3 separate regions of the Mus musculus genome follow, and all the other regions are linked to region 3. The links are chromatin contacts, called in public Hi-C and promoter capture Hi-C maps. All regions are on one chromosome and are shown on one strand. The core of a region is the stretch at or near the end of the contact, and the rest is flanking DNA. Distances in the headings are between cores, read along the strand shown.

Evidence for each region. Promoter capture Hi-C pulls out the DNA fragments that hold promoters and counts their contacts. A called contact is a pair of places that touch in the nucleus more often than the background predicts.
Region 1: a contact with region 3 is called in a promoter capture Hi-C map of liver, with 5 times the contacts expected there. The contact joins the promoter of Kpna3 here to the promoter of Mtmr9 in region 3. A contact is called at or near these places in 4 of 39 promoter capture datasets (hippocampal neurons, liver and pre-B cells).
Region 2: a Hi-C map of CD8 T cells shows a contact between it and region 3, with 5 times the contacts expected there. The contact joins the promoter of Ccdc25 here to the promoter of Mtmr9 in region 3. A contact is called at or near these places in 1 of 39 promoter capture datasets (neutrophils), 3 of 484 Hi-C or Micro-C datasets (CD4 T cells and CD8 T cells) and 1 of 9 other capture datasets (adipose tissue).

What each region holds. Positions count from the first base shown.
Region 1 is chr14:61,438,545-61,441,766 of GRCm38.p6, forward strand. Kpna3 (karyopherin (importin) alpha 3) reads right to left here and starts at 1,403. Exons shown (of 17, transcript NM_008466.5): 1 at 1,179-1,403. The coding sequence starts at 1,247.
Region 2 is chr14:65,835,234-65,838,940 of GRCm38.p6, forward strand. Ccdc25 (coiled-coil domain containing 25) reads left to right here and starts at 2,069. Exons shown (of 9, transcript NM_145944.5): 1 at 2,069-2,251. The coding sequence starts at 2,224.
Region 3 is chr14:63,541,868-63,545,425 of GRCm38.p6, forward strand. Mtmr9 (myotubularin related protein 9) reads right to left here and starts at 2,086. Exons shown (of 10, transcript NM_177594.1): 1 at 1,591-2,086; 2 at 481-589. The coding sequence starts at 1,772.

The sequences.
Region 1 (3,222 bases), core at 153-2,652, 2.1 Mb before region 3:
TGCTTCTTAGCCAAACCAAACCCTGTATTTACTAACTAGCCTCTTACCAAAAACTATTGGACTATACAAATCATATTCCCTACTATTAGAATAGAGAAAAGGGGATGGGCTTAAAACTATTTCCCCCATCAAATCCAGAGGTTGGGTCCCAGTGAAGTTTGTGCTATTACACTTCATTGGTTTTAGTAGGAGCAGTGAGACCTCTAGCGCTACCTCAATAAGCAGAGTTTGCAAATAGTAGCTGCTAATGTCACCTTAATGAGACAATGGCAACATGCTGAGTAGCAGCAAACTGAGTGACCACAATGAATGTTTACAGTTTTGCAACCACTTGGAAAATCTACTAGCTTGGTGGCATGTGGTATATACAAGGACGTAGGAATCTTATGTATCCAATTTATTTCTGCAAAACAGGTGAAAGAAATTATTTTCCTATTATTCACACTTCGACTCCAAGACGAGCTTTAAAAAAACAAAAAACAAAACACAACAAACAAACAAAAAAAAAAACCCAAGATCAGAGGTCTGCACAACCTCCTTCCCAAAGCTTCAACACAATAGATGGTAAACTATTGTCCACCTTTAGCTCGCTCTAAATGCCAGCAGTCACAGGGGTATGAGCTGCAACAGCTCGGGAAGACTGGTCCAAAGGACCGCACTGGAATATAAGAAAATGGTCTTGGCGCATCCTACCCTCCCCCATCCACCACCCTCAAACAAGTCAGTTACCCGGCTGGTCCCCACCCCCCTCTGAGGGCTGCCACCGCCCGCCTGGGCCCGGCTCGCACAAGGTAAGCGCGGGGACCGAGGCTCCATGTGCGGCAGCGCGGGAGGCTGCACCGGCTGCGGACACGAGCGGCGGCGCGGCCCGGCCCCGGCGGTGCGGGTGGCACGCGGGCCGGCAGCATCCCGGTCCGTCCTCCCGCGCGGCCCGCGGACCCCGCCTCGGCTCCACATCCCTTCCCCTCCGACGCCAGGCCGCGCCCGCGCAGCGGGGCCGAGCGCTCAGTGGTCCCAGGTGCCGCGCTAGTCGCTCAGAGGGCGGCTGCTGCCCGGGCCGCGGCGCCCCGAGGCGGCGGCCAACTCCGACTGACCGCCAGCCGGCGAGAGCCAGCGGCCGCGGCCCCCGCCCCTCCCCTCCCAGCCGCCCGGCCCGGCCGGCCCCGGAGCACACTCGCCTCCACATCGCGGCCCTTGTTCTTGAAGCTCTTGATGCGGTGGTTCTCCAAGCCGGGGTTCTCGGCCATGGCTGCGCGCGGCTCCGGAGGCGTCTGCTCCTGCGGCGGCGGCGGCGAGTCGAGCGGGAGGGGACGAAGGGGGAGGAGCGCGCGCTCCGTGACGCCTGGAGCGCGAGGTGGCCGCGGCGCGGGGGCGGCGCTGAGGAGAGGCGCGCGCCGGAGAAGGCCAGGGCGCTGGCCTGCCGGCTGTCGCGGTGACCCTGCCCTCACCCCTTCGTAGGGCCTCCCCACAGCCGCTAGTCATGTGCTAGAAATGGAGCCCGACCTAGTCGCTTTTACCGCCACCGCTGAAGCGGGGCGGAGGGCGGAAACTACAGTTCCCAGCATGCCAGGCGCGGGTCTGAGCCACGCCGTGAGAGGACGAGAAGCATGCCGGGAGGGCTGTGCGCGCGCTTTCGGCTCGGCGCTCTCTGAGCGCGGGCTCGAAGCCCCACCTCTGGGCGGGGTGGTGGGCGGGGAAACTCTGGAGATGGCACCTTGCGGCCTATCGGGAGAGAGAGGCGGAGCTTCGGGGGCGCACCTTGCTCCCTACAGCTTGGAAAATTAGAAAAAGAACGGCCACGCGTGCTTTGCGCTTTTGGCTTCTTTAGGGTCTCCTCAAATAGCAGCCACCCTCAAACCCTGTTCTTTTGCTCTGCTTCGGTTTTATAAATAGCACGCTTGTTTCCACTCCACAAATACATGTGAGTGTGATGTGTGTGTTTATGCTTGCTTCTTGCACCTCTATTAAACTCAATGAGAACAGAGACATTGTTGGTCTCAAAAATCTGTCAGATCAAAACAGTAACTAGTAAATTCTCATTAAAAAAGAAAATGTGTTCTAGTATCCCCTGATTTCTCCAAGCATCCTTGTGCAGCCTTCACTTTGGCAGCCCTACCTTTCTATGACCCCATGCCTTAGTCCACCTTAACACACAATGTAACCTTCAGGCAGTTAATCAGACCCTAGGGCTGCAGACTCCAGACTGCCATCTCCCTTTAGCTTCTCATTGGAACAATAACAGGTTTTGGTTGATTTGGGTTGGTTGGTTGTTTTGTTTTTTGTTTTGCTTTTGTTTTTACAGCAGGTGGACTTTATTTGATTATTATCTGAGACTATTACATTTCAGAATTGTCTTAATTAGGGTTTCTATTGCTGTAAAGAGACACCATGATCATGGCAACTCTTATAAAGGAAAACATTTCATTGGAGCTGGTTTACAGTTCAGAGGTTCAGTCTATTATCATCATGGCAGGAAGCTTGGAGGTATGCAGGCAGACAGTGCTAGAGAAGGAGCTGCGAGTTCTACATCTTGGTCCGCAGGCAGCAGAAAGGGACTGTGCCCCAGGAGGGACCTAGCTTGAGCATAGGAGACCCAATGCCCACCCCATAGTGTCATATTTCCTCCTAATACTGCCACTCCCTATGGGCCAAGCAATCAAACACATGAGGCTAGGAGGCCATTCCTATTCAAACCACCACAAGAATCTTCTGCCAATATAAGCTTATGTGAAGTGTTATGCTACATACGATCAAAATAAGCCAGGTCAGAGTTTGGTAGAAATATACCATAAAGAACTCAGTTAAGACAATCTTCAGAAGAAGAGGAACCTGAAAGTCAAGAGCTGGCAGCTGAAAGACCAAGCTATCACCCAAATGTGTTTTGTGAGTGGCTGGTTATGGTCAATTGATAAGTACAGAAAAGGATTTAGACCATGTTTGCCCTACTGGAGTATGGTCTACTAATGCCAGAAGTGTTTTCTCGGGGAAAAAAAAAAACGAAAACAAAAAAAAAAAAACATAAACCTGCATTTTAGTCTCCGTATTTTATTTTATTTTTTGTTTGTTTGTTTGTTTGTTTTAACTATTTTAATTGTACTCCTTACCCACTTCAACCCCACCACACCACACCCCCTTTTCCTTTCTTTTTCTTTCATTCTTAAAATAAAATTCGTCCACATTTTTCACTGGACTTCAAGCCCTCAGTGATTCTGGTCTGACCAC
Region 2 (3,707 bases), core at 819-3,318, 2.3 Mb after region 3:
TGGGTGCACGCTGAATTGGGAGCTGAGTCGGGGTTTCCCCACTAGGTTCTTTCTTTTTTTTTTTCCATTTTTTATTAGGTATTTAGCTCATTTACATTTCCAATGCTATACCAAAAGTCCCCCATACCCACCCACCCCCACTCCCCTACCCACCCACTCCCCCTTTTTGGCCCTGGCGTTCCCCTGTACTGGGGCATATAAAGTTTGCGTGTCAACTAGGTTCTTTCAATGTCTAGTTCTAAATAAGTCTAAGCGATGGATGTCCTTCTTCATAGAACAAAGCTGGCTGGAATGAATTGACAAATGGCTAACATATTATTGGCTATTTGCAGGAATCATGAGTGAGTCAGCTACTCTTTTACAAGGTAGAATAAGGTTTCTACTAGGCAATGGTAGAACAGTATGTTTTGTTGAGGAAGATGTCTTTGAATCGGAGGCCTCACTACTTCAAACTCTGCTACAACTCTGCCTCCTGTTGTAATAGGGCCCAGACCTTAACAGAACTGACTCCATGATGAAAGTGTCATTCAGGCTATAAAACTCAGCACATAGACCTGTCAAAATGAAAACAAAGATCTAATCCATCAGAGTCCATAGTTCTGGGAAAGTCTCTAAATGCACTAAGCTTGCTTTCTGACTTCTGTAGTTCTTGTTAACTGAGGAATGTCAACCCAGAACATGTTTTTTTGTGTGTTTAAAAGCTCACCCTGAGGAAAGACTGAGAAAATGTTGCACTGGGATCCCAAACATCCAGTGTAGTATCCGGCCAACTAAAAAAGACTTTCTATTGGTTTAAACCCATGTTGGAGCAGTCTTCTCTGGTGGATAGCCTACAACATTGACCAGCACCAGGAAACCCAGAATGATAGTGGGTTTTGTAAAGTGAAAGAATTAGAACAATAGTGGAAACTGCTTAGTGGGAGACTCTGGCTAGTTTCTTCTTTTGAGAGAGTTAAAGCCAAAGAGGGGACATTTTTACCATCAGGTTCTACTTGCCTAGAATTTCCTGCTCTATGAAAGACTAGGCTCTCCAGGGACGGTAAAACTCCTTTTCTGTAGCCCTTTTGTGTGGTCTGACTTTTGGAGCTTGTTGGAGGGATACAGCCCGAAATGGACTCTCATATTTTTTCTTTATCAGAAATAAGAAAAACTTCCAAGTCAAACCTAGGAAGGCTGTGGAATTTTGTAAATTTATAGCAAGAGGTTCTGAACTTCAGAAGTTTGGTATTTGTTCAGTCTTGTAGGTAATAAGGAGCAGACATTAGATTTAAAGGAACAAAAAATAGCCCTACTCGGAATCCCAAAAAAGGAGAGTGTCTCTGGGTAGTAACAGTAACAATTCATTTGAGAACCTTCTGTCCTCGATGCAATTTAGTTCATTGTTTGACTGGGCAAGACAGTGCAGCATTTCTTCCATCTTGTATTCTTGCTGAGGCCATCTCAGGCTTAGATAGGGTTTGATGAACATTACCTAACTCTATTCTGACTAGTTTGGTCAAGTCAACAAACAAAAAACACAACAAAACCCTCACCTATGTCAAGTAATGGGAGAATGAGTTTATTTAAAAATTGGTTCTTGGGGCTGGTTAGATGGCTCAGTGGGTAAGAAAGAGCACTGACTGCTCTTCCGAAGGCCCGGAGTTCAAAACCCAGCAACCACATGGTGGCTCACTATCGTCCGTAATGAGATCTGATGTCCTCTTCTGGTGTGTCTAAAGACAGCTACAGTGTACTTACGTATAATAATAAATAAATCTTTTAAAAAAATTGGTTCTTACTGAGTGCCTCCTGAGGAAATGGTTACAGGGACCCTTAACCATGCATGAAAAAGGCAGTTTCTGCACGCATGGAGCCCATATTGGGTTGAGTGGGAAGACATAAAAAGCGATGACCAACTCTCGTGTCCACTTAGTAGAGCCTCTGAAAATAAAGTCTGCCCTTAGTATTTTTTCTTTATGACTTCAAACAAGATGTATTTCCCCAGCTAATTTCTTTCAACCAGACGCTTGAGCGGAATCCTCAAAATCCCCGGGACACCTGCTCTTCCGCCAACACCCTTCCCTTCGCCAGGACTAAAGATGGCGCTGACAGGACGGCGTTGTGACGCGACGGCACGTCCGCCGGAAGTGTCCTGAGGAGAGCCTGGAAGCCGGCTCACCCTCGCGCCGGCGGTATCTCAAGCTTCGCGTTTTGAGTAGGAGTCGCCACTCTTCTACCAGGATCATGGTGTTCTACTTCACCAGCAGCAGCGGTGAGTGACGCCGGGGCCCCTGCTTCCAAAGCCGGCATTCCCCAGCCGCCGCGCTGGGCTTGGACTTAGTCCTGAACCGCGTCCTTCCGCGGGCACCTCTCCCAGAGCCTTCTGGTTCCCTGCTTGGCCGTCCCCTCGGCTGCCTGGTCGTCCCCTGGCCCCGGTGGTCGCGGCGGGAATGCGCCCCCGCTTTCTTTATACCCGGTAATCATTCTCGTCCCCACTTGACAGACCCGCCAACGCTTCCTGGACGTGTGTGCGTTCCAGCCTAGTCCCCCACGTCCCCGTCGCAAGCCTTTGCCCTAGCGTTCTGCCCGCACCTTGGAGCGATGCTTGACCAGTGCGACAGGTGCCAGCAGATGTCTCCTGCAGGAAGAGTAGCTTGCCCTCCTACGCAGGGAGGGCCTGGGGTGCCGCGGAGAGCAATCGGAGGGCTGGAATGTTAGTACAGCCCCTCCCTGGGCAGAGGTGATGGTCCAGTGGACGTCTGCTAAGGCTACTGGGTTGGTTTTGGAAGGCCAGAAAGAGCTGTTTCGGTTTCCAGGAAATGCCGCGTCAACTTAGTTTCTCTGCCCATATTGTCCAGAATCAATTTCTAATTTTAAACTCTCACCCCATTAAAATAGCGCTTGCCTTTTTGAAGACACTGTGTGAGACCCAGTTTCCTCGTCAAGATAAAATATGCATTTCTTTCTGGACCCCCCTTAACATTCCTTTAGGACTGCTCTCATGTGGTATTAAAAGGTGTCTGCTTGAGCTACCGGGCAGGTCTCTTGAGGGGCAGTCTGTCTTGTCTCCTTAGCATAGTGCCCTACTTACACAGTTGGCTGCTGTGTTGATTTTTGCCCCTTCTTGAGACAGTGAGTGGCTCAGGTTGCTTCAAACATAGACTCTCCTGCCTGAAGGCTCCCTGACGTTGGCATTACTTTCTAGGTCCCCAGATCTGGAGTTATTGTTTGGTGGTTTTGTCTCTTAGTACTTTTTAGTTTGTTTATTTTTGAGACAGGATCTCATTATGTAGCCCTTGGCTGGCCTAGAACTCACAGTGTAGATCAGGCTGGCTTTGAATTCATGCTACCCTCTGCTCTGCCTCCCCAGTGCCGGGATTAAAGGCATGTACTACCTAGCCTTTCATGATACTTTTAACTGAAGCATTATTTTGTGAAGCGTCCTTCAGTGTGAGGTGTTTGTTTGTTTTTCTTTTTTGTAGCCATGCTACTTCTAAAAATTATTTTATGTCTGTAGGTATTTTTCCTACATGCGCATCTACATACTACTTGTGTGCCTAGTGCCTATCAAGGCCAGAAGAGGATGATAGATCCCCTGGAACTGGAGTGACAGACAGTTGTTTGAGTTAGAGTGTTTGTCTAGTATTCCTGAAGTCTGGGGTTTGATCTCTAATACCACAGAAACTGAGTATGTGGTCCACTCCTGGAATCCTGTGATCCAGGAGGTG
Region 3 (3,558 bases), core at 836-3,335:
AATAATTATACTAAGCATTCTACATAAACCCACGAATGTAATCGTAAAACACCTATAAAAGGCAGGTAATGTCATCTTCCTTTTATAAGACACTACAGGCTAACTGTGAGAGGTGAGGTGCTTCACCCATAGGCCCCATGTTAACAGGACCTCACTACTGCAACAATCACAGTATAAGAGCACTGCTCAGAGTTGAAGGGTTTCAGAGCTGCTCCACTCAGGATGACCACACTTGCTCACTGTGATGCCCAAGGACTGTAACATGGCCACAATCAGCTACACTGTATTTGTTTTACTGGCTTACAATTTCACATAGGATGTTCTTTCAGGAAATCTACAGAAACAGAAAAACAGTTCACAAACTGTCTTCAGAGCGAAAGTAGCAAGATTCGCACAGTAAATGATTCTTATGCATCAAGGGCTGTACAAAATCAAAATATCGCCATTTTCCTATCAGAATTTTGCCTGCAGCATACTTACCTCAATGGAACTGGCTATATTTAAACACTCCTCCATTCCAGGAATATCCAACTGAATGATTCGGAAATCTTTACATTTTATGATGATGGTACCCAGAGAGCCCACAAATCTGTAAGAAATTACATGAAATCATGAAAATGGTAAGAAAACTAGTGAGGACAGTAGGTGAGAACCAGAACACAGAGAACCAGGGATTCAGTCTTTATCATGCAGGCATGAGAGACCATTGAATACATTTATGCAATAAAGATGAACTGAGGAGTCTAGTAGTCTGCTGATGGTATCTTGTACACAGATACACACATACACACATAAGTAAAAATAAAAAATTTAAAGTGATGGAGTAGGGAAATAAAGATGAATTAGTTCCTATGTTCCTTTAGAGCCAGCCCCTTTCTTTTCACAAGAAAAACTGAATGTTAAGGGCTAATGATTACCCTCAGTGGGAAGTGATCATTCCAGAGAATAAGTAAGATGCAATATGATAAACTCAGTCTTCCCTAAATGAGCAGGGGTGTAAAATTTGTCATCCACCTGCATCGGCACTCCCCATCAGCTATTACAGGGGTGCACCTTACCGATTTTAAAACGTTTTAAGGAGAGACTAAAATGCATATGCATATATATGGAAAAAATGACAGTGTACTCAGTTAAATACTATGGCCAGGCATAGCGGCCCATACACACACAACTGTAATTCCAGCACTTACTTGGGAGGCTGGGGCTGGAGAGTTGGAAGTTCAAGACCGGCCTATGCTGCAAAGGGCTGAGCATGCCTATTTAAAAACGAGATCGTGGGGGAGGGGTCGCTTTAAATTGTATTGAATCATAACTTCGTGAAGTCAGATTAACAACAACCAATAATTCAAGAAATGTGGTGGAAGAAATTTTTTTTTTACAAAGAACATTTAAAAATACGCCCAAATGCTGTTCAAAATGACCACTACGACTCTGAGACCTTAGCCTGGGGATGCCAGGTGGCCAGTGCAGATAGATCTAGGCCCCAGAAGGCTCATTTGGCTGGCTGAGCCAGGATACCCATAAAAAACCACCTGAAAGCGTCTGTTCCGTTCCAGGCTCCTCCGGGACCTGGGTGTGGTGGGCGCTCACCGTTTGTCGATGGCGTCGATATTTGAATGGAGGAGCCAGAGCTCCTCCGTGTTGTCCTGCCGGGAAGACAGGATCAGGTGGTGGCCTGTCAGACACAGGGTCCCTTCCACGGCGGTGTAGAAAGGCCGGTGCAGCACCACATTGTCTACCCGTGGGGTTTTAATCAGCTCCGCAAACTCCATATTGGGCGCAGCCTAGGGGCGGGAGGCCCAGTCCCGCAGGTGCCCGGCGGTTAATCCGCAGACCCGGACGGAGCCCCGGCTGGGCGGGCCCGGGAGGTCGAGCCCCGCCCCGGCTGGGCGGGTGCGCCAGGGCCTGCGGGCACCGCCCTGGCCGCTTCTCCAAGTCTCTTCCGCACCACTGGCCGGGACTCGGTCGCAGAGAAGGCTTCCCGCCAGGCCCTGCACTCCCCGCTGCCACCGGCGTCTGACGGGCGGGCTGCGGAGGAGACGGACCCGGCGTCGGGGCAGCAGCATCCGAGCCCGAGCAGCCAGGGACTTCTGGCGGAAGTAGCTGCTGAGCGTTGCACCCGGCAGGAACTCCTGCACAATTAGAGGGACTCGAGACTCGGAAGACATAGAAACCGGACCGGAAGTTGGTACTTTGCTAGATCCGGTGGAACACAGCCAGAAACAATGACTTTATGGTCCTACAATGGAAAAACAAAACAAAACAAAACAAAACCAACCAAAACCTCTTTCACCTTCTACCGCCGCAATCCTTGCCCTTCAAATATTCCTTATCGGAAAAGGCGAGACGAGAAGACGTCGCTGACCTGCCAGCCTCCACATGAGTGCTGTCCCTCAAGGGCTCTTCGTTTGCGCTACCTGGTAGTTGTCTCATGAATTGGTCACGAAGAGATGTCAAATGTAGGATGGAAGCGGAGGTTGTGATCGAAAAGTAGCATCTTGGTGTCTGGAAGAGACATGGGACAATCTATGCTTTAGACTCTTTGAGAGCGCCATGACTTTAACCAAGAACAGCATATTCTAAAAGGATGGAAAGAGAAACTGACTAATCCTCGCCCTGCGAAAGGACTCTAGTGTCTTCAGAGATAGTTCAGTTAATCTGTAGCAAAGCCTGAAATCAAGACCTTGGTATATTGGTCACGACTTCATAGTATCCCGGCTAAGTACAGTCTAGCTGAACTGCTCACGGACACTGCAATGACAGAGTTTTGCTGTTGTAATTTCCCTCTTCTTTTTTTTTTTTTTTAATTTTTTATTAGGTATTTTCCTCATTTACATTTCCAATGCTATCCCAAAAGTCCCCCATACCCCCCCCCACTCCCCTACCCACCCACTCCCACTTTTTGGCCCTGGCATTCCCCTGTACTGGGGCATATAAAGTTTGCAAGTCCAATGGGCCTCTCTTTCCAGTGATGGCCGGCTAGGCCATCTTTTGATACATATGCAGCTAGAGTCAAGAGCTCCGGGGTACTGGTTAGTTCATAATGTTGTTCCACCTATAGAATTTCCCTCTTCTTGCTTTCTATCCCTCTACTTTATCCCAGAATAAGAATTATGTTTGAGTCCTGGCCTGCTTTTACTGTGTTAGCAGTGAAAATTCTCACCACCCAGTCAGTGTCTACGAACAGCAAGGTAGCTGACTTCAGAGTGTGCAAAGTGAAGTTGACCAGATTGCACAGTGTTTGTCCTTGATTTTGTTCTTGTCTTTTCTAAAAACCTTCCCTTCCTAAATCACTCACTCCTGCGATCCAGTTTATCTGCAAAAGGAAAACAACCAGCAATGGATGCTGATGGACTGAGGTGAAGTAATGTGGAGGTGTTTTCCACACCGGATTTGTTTACTTTCCTTCCTCACTTGACTCATTGTATTAACTACAAATTGTGGAATGGAAAACTTTTAATCTGAAAAATAATGAAAAGTTATACAGAGAAAAAAATGAAAGTAAAGCCTTGAAGGGTAAGGCTCCCCGAATGGAAGATATCCAAGGAAGAACTTAGT